Regions from separate parts of the Mus musculus genome. Here all the other regions are linked to region 1. A link is a contact called in public HiChIP or PLAC-seq and promoter capture Hi-C data. All regions are on one chromosome and are shown on one strand. The core of a region is the stretch at or near the end of the contact, and the rest is flanking DNA. Distances in the headings are between cores, read along the strand shown.

Region 1 (3,075 bases), core at 387-2,886:
TCGAACAGTCACGAGCTGAGGAACTACAGCCAGCTGCTTTCAAATGCCAAGACTTGTGCACCAGACCTGGCTGAGCCAGGGGCTGCTGCACAATGTCTTAGGCTAGGGCCGACAGAAGACAAAGGTATACCTCTCGTGGTCTTGGATGAAGAAAGTCCAAAAGCAGATCTGATGACAACCTTCTGTCTGTGTCACCTGGCAAAGTGGGGCAGAGCTCTCTGCTCTCTGTAAGAGCACTGGTGCTATTCATGGGGCTCTGTCCTTTATGTCCCGATTGCCACCCAAGTCCCCAAGTACTACAGCCTCGGTGTTAAGAAGTCAACATATTGGGGGAGGGGGGGGTGCACTTCAGACATTAGCCAAAAACAGGCAAAGCCTCTGTCTACTTGCACACAAGTCCCCTTTCTCTCAGGCTGAGCCCACAGGGAACATGCCCTCTCCCTCCTGTGGAGCCCATGCAACGAACAGATACACACGTGCTGAGCAGGCAGACACCTCTCACAAAGGTCCAGACAGAAGGTAAAGAATATGCAATGTGTCTCTAGTGCTCTATAGCCTAAAATCTTCCTCTTCCTGGAGCCTAGACAGTCATCCTTACCTAAGACCATCCATTCTCACCCTAAGCTCAGGGCCAGCTGCCAGCAGCAGGAAGTCTTCTATCCTTCAAGACCCAAGACTTCCTCCTCTCCTAGTCAACGTGGTTGCTCTACAGACCCTCATTACCTACCTTCTGTGGCTCCGTGTGTGAGCGAGGGAGCCTGCTTGCTTCTGGGCAGAGTCAGGCAAGCTGGAGTAAGAGATGTTGAAAGGCACGTGAGCGAGAGAGAGAAGGGGGCAGGGCATCCATAGCCTCAGAGGACTCTGTTTCCTGCAGGAGTGCAGCCACAATGTCACTGTCCAAGCCAGCCCCTGCCCTATGTGTCACGCCATGGTTCTACTCATCAGGGTCATCCTGAAATCCAGAGATGCCCATCCACTGTGATACCCACAACCTGAGGCTTAGCCCCTAACCACCTCTACCAATGAGCAGAAGCCAGCTGTCTGTCTCAGGAAGGCCACAATGGGTACTGCAGAGCCCCAGACCCAGTGATGTCTCTAAATAGTAGTCTCCAGAGGCTCACACCCTGGGTGTTTTGTTTTGTTTTGTTTTGTTTTGTTTTGTTTTGTTTTGTTTTGTTTGTTTAATCCACAAAGTCAGGACTATTGAACTCTATCTATCCAATGTCATTCTGGCCGCAGACTAAAAATATAAAGGTTAGACAGGAAAACTTCACCTGCTCAAGGTCAACCCAAGGCAAGCTGGATGTAGATAGCATAAGGGTCCTCTAAACATCTGACTCCCGAGTGGCAAGGCCAACAGCATCTCCCCTTCCTTCATAAAGGCCCACACAGCCTGCCTGTGCTCTGGGCTGGCCAGTACTCCTGTCCAGAGTCACACAGGATGCTGCGGAGATGGTCAAGCTGAGGCACCCAGGCGGCTCGGATTAGGGAGAAACAATTCAGCTCTATGCACATGGCCAGCCGGTTCTTCCACTCTCCCAGAGATGGCCAGACCAGTCTGGCGGCTTTAGTCAGTCCCTGCCTCCTTGCAGCTCCCGGCTGGGAGAATCGGAAACCTGTCAGGCGGGTTTGGTCAAAATTCTGTCTTGCAAGTTCATACTGCTCGCTCCTATCTCTCCCGGGTGGGGATCACTGAGGACCGAGGCCCCTGGAGGTCCAAGGCTGGCCAAGTGGCCATGTGAGTACACGATTACAGCAGACAGGGCCCTTCCAGGAGCCGGGTGGACTGGAGTCGTTGGGGTGCTCACCAAGGGGGCTAGAGACCCAGCTCAGGCTTCATAGCAGGAGGCCGGAGACAGGAAGCAGAAAGCCTGGGAGGCGGGAGGCAGGGACAGGCAGGCTGGCCTGCCTTCACTGTGTGTGGTATGGAGGACTACCTGATGCCTGGTCCTGGGGACCAAGCAAGGAGGAGGAAGACTCAAGGATTTCCTGGGCAGCAATTTGGGTGCAGCAAAAGCAAAGCCAGGTATGACACTGTGGCCCCCATCTCTGCAAGGGGTTCCAGGACCTAGAAATAGGCTGGTGGCCAGCACTGTGTCTTGGATCACTCACTGTCCCCTTCCTTGTGGGTCCAGAGACTTTGCAGCCACGGAAAAGAAAGGAGCACAAAGCCAGGTCCAGCCACCCATAGCTCAGAGCATGCCTGGGGACATTGTCAGGCCCTAAGATTGAGGCAGTGGCTCTAAGTACTTCAGCAGGCATTGGGAGACAGTAAGATCAATCACTAGCCTATTCCGTCCCCCGCCCCCAGGCCTGGAAGGCGGGAGTCAGGTTGCAGGGCCCTCTGTTACCTGACCTGTTACCTAAGCTGCCTTATTTTTTTACTTGTGCCCTGGTAGGCAGTGTGCGCACAAGCATGGGGCGTGCAAATGTTCGTGCCCACCTGCCTGTGTGTACACAGCCATCCTTAACCCCGTGCAAGGGGTGTGCGTGGCGGGGGGATGGGCTGAACTTGTGCAAAGGCGTTTACTTTGGGCATGGACTCAGATGTGGGTTTCTCAAACTGAAAGCGTTGTTCTGTCTGTGGTGGCTGCCTGTCTATCGGGGCCTATGTATCAGAGAGATCCAAAGCCACCAAGAAAGCGTCTCTCGATAAAGCCCACCACCCGACTGACCAAAGCGGTTGCTAGGAGGTCTTTTTGTGTCTAGGCCATATCTCGTGTGAGCTGGTGATTGTAGATATATAACATTTCTGATCTCAAGTCTCTATCAAATAGGAGCTTCTATGGGTGACCATGATGAGATGTGGGAACACATGGGTTAGAAGCACTGTGTTCCCTGCCCAGCCCTCTCTGGAGCACACATGGAAGCTCCCGCTACATACCAGGCTCCTTCTGCCTCCCCAGTCACCACTACCAGATTTATGAATGGGAAAACCAAGGCACAACCAGACAAGTAGCTTGTCTGAAACCACTGTGGGATGCTTTGTCCGTCACAGCAGCATCCCACACAGAGAATGAGATGAGATGGACCAGCTAGACTCTGGTTGGTTCAAATCCAGCTTCTGCCTTCTTG
Region 2 (3,075 bases), core at 427-2,926, 1.3 Mb before region 1:
GGAGGGGGTTGGAACGAGCTTTTTATAGTGTTGGTAGGGGTGGACTGAGGTCTCTGCTTCTGATCCTGGATGATGTGAATTTTGATATTTGCCTCTGTGTGTCTCCTGGATGTTGTTGATGCCAGTCTTGTTGCTGTGACAAGTAGCAACCTTTTTTTTTTCTTTTTTTTTTTTTTAATTCTGGGTTTTTTTTATACAAAACTCAACAATCTTAATGTCATGGTGCTAAGGGTTTCCTGGTGCCGAAGGTATTGCTGTGGTACTGACTAGCACCTGCCCCCAGCCTCAGCAGGGAGCGTTTCCAAGAAGGCCAGCTCCAGGGAGATTTGGGGTGAGGTCCTTGTACACATGTATTTAGAAAGGCTCTGACTCTGGGCAAGGTAACCATGGCCTGGTGTGTTGTAGGTGTTGAATGGACTCTCCAATTCCTACACACTTTGATGTGGTCAGAGGTGGCTACAGAGGTGGGTATGATCCAGTGTCAAAGGGTAGGCTGGGGCTTTGGAGTGGTTGTGTGCAACTGTGGAAGGGAAGGGGGCCAAAGTGCACTTTTCACAACACCTCTGTGGGGTGTGACCATCCACCCTAGCCTCTCAGGTACTTGGCACTTGTAGGGAGAAGTAGGACCTGGGTTTGCTGGGGGCTGAGTTTTCCAGGACGAACCAGAAAGCCCATATACAGCCTTGCTATGGGACTGTTCTGGGTAACTTGATGTTAGCACTTTAACTCAGTCTTTGAGGTCAGTTTTGGGGCAGCTGTCAAAAGCTGCAGTTGGATAGGTACCAGCCTGTGGTGACTGGTAAGTAGTGGCAAACTAGACTGTAAAGCTCTTCCATGGTGGCAGGGCTCATCGGTCTGCCCACCTCCCTACTATGGCCCAAAGGTAACCACCAGCCTACACAGATCCTCAGTAAGAGGGACCATCATGGCAGAGCTACAGAAGGTGGGTGGGCATAGACTTAGAGGGCCAAACCAACCCTGGGTCCTTGGCAAAATGCAAAAGTCAGGGTCTCTACAGATCTACCTCTGGCTCAGCGCTTGCCCTGCCCTAAAAAAACAGAAGTGCCAAGGGCAGACATTTCATGCAGAACCAGGGTGCACTTTATGTTCCTGCACAGGCAGATGATGGTGCCTCCTGGAGGCTTTGGGATCTTCCTGTCCCTATGGTGGTTCTGAAGGGAGAGCTGTTCCCCTGTTGGGTGAAACCCAGGTCCCTTGCCCTGGAGACCTGGTTTCCCAGGTCACCCCACATACCTGACTGCAGCGCCTCCTAAACTTTGGGTTCCTTGGTTTGGTTATAATGCAGTTCTCATTACACAAGTGCATTTCTGGCTATCACTTGTAACCATAGATATACATGCATATATATTCTATCTACAAAGTGTTTTATTTGCAAGATGTTTTGAGGTGAGCTTTGGTCCTGCCCGCCTTGTGGTCATCTGTCCTCATCCTCATCCCCTGGCCCGGAGTGGTGCGGTGGTGGGCCATCAACTATGTATTAAAGTCACTGTATCAAATAAATGTTTATTGATTTTTTTTTTCCAGGGATTTTGTGTGGCTGAGTTTGTGTTGAGGCAAAGGTCATTCTCGGGGCTTGCCGCACGGCCTTGTGGGGATTGTAGTCCGCAGCGTGCCTGCCTCCCGGTGCGCCTCCCCGGCCTCCGCCAGGTTCGGGACGCCATGGCTGCGCCGCCGGCCTCAATGAGCGCCGCCCCTTCGCCCCTGCAGTCTGCTGTGGCCCCAGACGTGCCTGGCCGCCAGGCCGAGCAGAATGAAACGGCGTGCGAGGACCGGTAGGCGCGGGCCTGAATAAGGCAGGGGCCGCGCTTGTCTCTTGGGAGGGGTCGGAGCACGGCTTGCATCTCTTCCTAGAGCCGGGACGGCTCCCGGCATCTCCATAGATGGGCAGCTTGATCTCTACAGCCTTGTGGATCCTGGACAGGTTTCGGCGGCTCTCCAGCGCCCTGGGGCCTCCTGGGCTATGTGTCAGCCACCCCCTGCCAGGGAGAGGGAGGTGGCAGACGACCTGGAGGGCCCCAGCGGACGGAAGGCGGAACTGGCCCAAGCTCCAGCTTTTGGAGGCACTGAGAATGGAAACCTGTTTGACATCTTTAGCGTGGGTCTCTGTTCCTAGTGGGTGCGCACTTGGCTCTGGGCCCCCAGCTGGGCGGTAGGCGTGTTCGACCTTCTGAGTTCGTCGAAATTGAGCGCAAAGTTGCACCTGGCGGCCAGTGGTGCTTGTGAATGTAAGATGGGGTGGTGATTGCCACCTGTCCGAGAGTTTGGGGGCCTTTGAGACTTTCGAGGCTTTCAGGAGAATGGAAGGGGAGATAAGGGTCCTTGTAGGAAGTAGGAGACTTAAGGGTCCTTGTCTTCACTCGGCCTGATCATCACTTGTAGCAACTCTAGGTCGTGGCCGCCAGGGGGCAGTGACCATGCTTGGAAACTGCTCGTGACACCTCTTCCGGTCTGTATGAGTCAGTTGAAGGCCAAATGTCTTCCGGCTTTGCATGCCACAGTGCACCGCCTGAGAAGCTGTAACCCCGGACGCCTTTAGAAAGTGAGGTGCTGGCAGTGGATGAGGTGAATCCCAGCTAGTTCACACACTCCAGGCATTCTGACCAGGAGTCAGACTTTGTGAGGCCGTGGCCAAATTCCTCCTCCGAAGGTTCCTGGGGATACACCTTGAGAAGATACAAACTGCCCTGGTGCCTCAGGCACTGGCAGCAGTAGGGGAGGGAGTCGCTGGTAGACTAAAGCCCAGCTTGAGGTTTCTCCTATTGCCTTTCCCAGCACCTGGCTCCCTATCTGCCTGCCCCTGAGGCCTTTTCCTTGGAGTTGTCTGACCTTAGCCAGCACCGCCATTGGCTTTCATGTCGATATGCAAAGTGGAGATGGATTTGGGATTAGAGAGTGGAGAGAAGTTAATAGGTACTCACCCAGAGCCTTGGGGGGGGGGGGGGGAGGCAGGTTGGCAAGTGAGGCCATGAAAGCCTTTAATCCCCCAGTCCTATGTCTACCTTGTAAAAATGGCTTTGATGACTCTGAACCGCCTTCTGCCTCTTGCAGGAATTC
Region 3 (3,075 bases), core at 241-2,740, 1.2 Mb before region 1:
CAGTGGACTGCAGTGAGTTGCCTCCAGGTTCTTAAGGTGCCTGCGTGCCAAGAACAGTGCAAGCTGCCGGCGCCGCCGGGCACTCAGACCTTGGCCCACGAACCAAGGAAAGGAAAGTCCGTGTGGCCCCCAGGCCTCGGCATCGTCCAGCTCCTTCTGGCATCTCTCACGATAAGAACGAAGTGTTGCTAAGCACCACTCATCATCAACGCGGTAGCGTGCATATAATGCAGTTTCTTGAGCCAAGTTGCTGGCACGTAGCCAGCGGGTTACCACGGTGCGGCCCTCGCGAGCCATCACAGAGGGATATCTGTGCTGTAGAAGGCGCAACAGCAGCTCATTGCCACGGTTACCTTCCACATCCCCCTCCACTTGGCAAGATGGCATCGAGGGTATATGGTTCGAGGTGCTGACAACATCATCTTGTGTACGTCTGAGCAAGAGTACTGGGCCTGGGTAGCAGCACAGCTGCTCAGCAACATTGAGATTGAAGTGTTCCCGTACAGTGCGTACTACCAGCCCTTTCCAACTCTGGGGCATAACCTTCAGCGCTAGTGGCACCAGATCATCAAAGGTGGCGTCCAGCACTAGTGCACCCAGTTCTGGGTAAGTCATGGTGGCCCAAGTGGCTGTGAAGCCTCCTATAGACCAGCCATAAACCACCACGTGTGCTGGCGGGAAGTTCAAACGGTGCAGCGCATATTTGACCACTACATCCATTGCATTTGCATCATGTTGTGGGAAAGGTGCACCTGTGCTGCCTCCAAAGCCAGGGTGGTTCCAGCCTAGCACTGAGTATCCAGCCTCCAGAGGTGCGGACAGGCAGCCCATCTCATAGAAGCCAGCATTCCCTTCACAGCATATGACCAGACAAAGGCCGCGGCCATGGCTGCCGGGATGCTGACGGCGATCCATGAACATGGTGTCAATCTCATTGCCGTCGCAGGCCACCAGCTTGGCACGCCGCCCACGGTAGCGGTCCACTAGTCGCTCCTGGCCCTGCTGTAGTAGAGGCATTAATGCACGCGTCATCAAGAACATAGAACCGGGGTATACAAGCCAGCGGCCCAGTGAGTGGGCCAGTGCATAGCTAGCAAGCTGGCTGGGCAGCTCACGGATCTGCTGGAGGAGGCACTGCACTTGGCTCCGAGCTCCACGTGGAGGCCTTGTGAGTGTGTCGCCTCCCAGTGCAGCATCGTGTAGCAGCCACACACCTGCAGCAGCTGCAGCACAGGTCAACGCACGTTGACTGCTATTACCAGTGCTTGGGGCATGCAGGTCATCCCAGCGGAAGTCCACCGGCCAGCTGCGGAAGTTGTAACTGTAGTTTGCTGTCAAGTAGATCTTGAACACGTGCACTAGTGCCTTCACAAAGCAGATGACACACATGGGCACTGAAGATCTGAGCTGTTCCCTGAAGGCCCAGTCCTAGTTGTGAAATGACAGCTGGAGATGCAGGCCTGGCCCAGCCGGTGTCTGCGGAGGCAGGGGCCACGCACAGCACAGCACTCTGATGACATGCCTCCTCTGGGTAGGCCCCAATGGCCTTTGTGACCTGTGCCTTCCAGGGCTAAGGAAAAGCTGTATGGCTCAGTTTTGTGAGTCACTGTTGCTGGGAGAAGTGATGCTAGGGTGACAGGCTCACAAAGGCTTCTAAGGCTTTGAATATCTCTAGTTCTGCCCCACCCACCTAGGAAAGTGCCTTAGGACCTCACAGAAACTTCCTAACATGTTTCTACCACCTTGAGCAGCTCCCATCTCCTCCACTAAAGGTAGGCAACCAAAGAGGCCAGAAATAAATACCCTTGACTTCTTCCTTATGGGGGAAGACAATAAAAGAAAAGGGATTTCCCACACCTGGGTCAAACTTGTAGTTGGTAACACTCCCTTATCACCTCCTTGGACTTTGGGGTTCATTTGGGGTACATTTCCTAGAAAATATCTAGGTTAGAACAGAGCTGCTGTAAGAGTCAGAAGGTGTATTTTCTCATAGCCTGACTCCTATAACCCTATACTTACCTTCCCTAGGAAGGAGATGTGGTGGGCTAGGAACATCTTCCCATAGCTCTTCACACACACACACACACACACAACCTTTTCTGAATCATTTTTTTCACTGGGCCAACAACAGCAATCACCTCTAGGTGGGTCCTACCTAGCTATAGTTCCTCTTCTTTTAGCCCCTAGTTGAGTATCTCTCTCCCACTTGAACCAGCCCACAAACTGTATCTTCCCCTTTTTAGAGGGTTCTAGTGGGTAGGTGGGTTCCCTTTTTTTCTCCTGCACTGAAGATGGCCAGCCTACCTGAGGGGGTCAAACAGCTGGAGAGCAGTATACTGCAGCACTTGGGAACTAATTGAGCAGTGGTCCAGACCTGAAACAAATTCTAAAAGCAATGAAATGTAGCCAGATCCCCTGAGTCCGTGGGCTGGGCTTACTTGGCAGTCGGCAGGCTTTTAGGTAAGGTGGTTTCCAGGCTCTAGCAACCGGCCTCTGCTTTCCTGTTCTACTTTTCAATTAAGTAACTGACTGTCTCAAGCAGCTCCACGGCTTCGTGGACTCAGCTGAGGAATGCTGCTGTTCATAGAGGAGACAGAGGAGGAGGACTATAGAGGTGGTTTGAATAGGTATGGTCTCCCCCACAGACAGGCGTTTGAATGCCTGTCCTATGGGAGTGGCTCTATTAGGAGGCGTGGCCTTGCTGAGTGGGCGTGGTCCTGCTGAGTAGGTGTGGCCTTGTTGGAGGAATCTTCAAGCTATGCCCAATGTGGCACACAGTCTCCTTCTGCTACCTGTGCATCAAGATGTAGGGCTCTGTTACCTGTGCAGCACCTTGTCTGCCTGCGTGCCACTATGCTTTCTGCCATGAGGATAATGGACTAAACCTCTGAACTGTAAGCCAGCCCCAGCATCAAATGTTTTCCTTTATTAGAGTTGCTGTGGTTATGGTGTCTTAGTCAGGGTTTCTATTTCTGCACAAACATCATGACCAAGAAACAAGTTGGGGCCGGGCAGTGGTGGCACATGCCTTTAGTCCCAGGACTTGAGAGGCAGAGGCAGGTGGATTTCTAAGTT

What was found. Promoter capture Hi-C pulls out the DNA fragments that hold promoters and counts their contacts. HiChIP or PLAC-seq counts read pairs in DNA pulled down with a chosen protein or histone mark.
Region 2: a contact with region 1 is called in an H3K27ac HiChIP or PLAC-seq map of embryonic stem cells, with 3 times the contacts expected there. The contact joins the promoter of Uckl1 here to the promoter of Rbbp8nl in region 1. A contact is called at or near these places in 1 of 39 promoter capture datasets (pre-B cells) and 1 of 115 datasets of contacts at active chromatin or transcription factors (embryonic stem cells).
Region 3: a contact with region 1 is called in a promoter capture Hi-C map of embryonic stem cells, with 4 times the contacts expected there. The contact joins the promoter of Abhd16b here to the promoter of Rbbp8nl in region 1.

The regions. Positions count from the first base shown.
Region 1 is chr2:180,288,440-180,291,514 of GRCm38.p6, reverse strand. It overlaps Rbbp8nl (RBBP8 N-terminal like), which reads left to right and starts at 1,636. Exons shown (of 13, transcript NM_173031.3): 1 at 1,636-1,738. Gm29943 (a long non-coding RNA gene) reads right to left here and starts at 820. Exons shown (of 3, transcript XR_867153.1): 1 at 728-820.
Region 2 is chr2:181,580,574-181,583,648 of GRCm38.p6, reverse strand. It overlaps Uckl1 (uridine-cytidine kinase 1-like 1), which reads left to right and starts at 1,676. Exons shown (of 15, transcript NM_026765.3): 1 at 1,676-1,793. The coding sequence starts at 1,681. It overlaps Zfp512b (zinc finger protein 512B), which reads left to right. Exons shown (of 17, transcript NM_001164597.1): 17 at 1-1,546. It overlaps Uckl1os (uridine-cytidine kinase 1-like 1, opposite strand), which reads right to left. Exons shown (of 3, transcript NR_027289.1): 2 at 3,021-3,075.
Region 3 is chr2:181,491,621-181,494,695 of GRCm38.p6, reverse strand. Abhd16b (abhydrolase domain containing 16B) reads right to left here and starts at 1,490. Exons shown (of 1, transcript NM_183181.2): 1 at 1-1,490. The coding sequence starts at 1,389. It also overlaps a transcript of Zbtb46 not described here.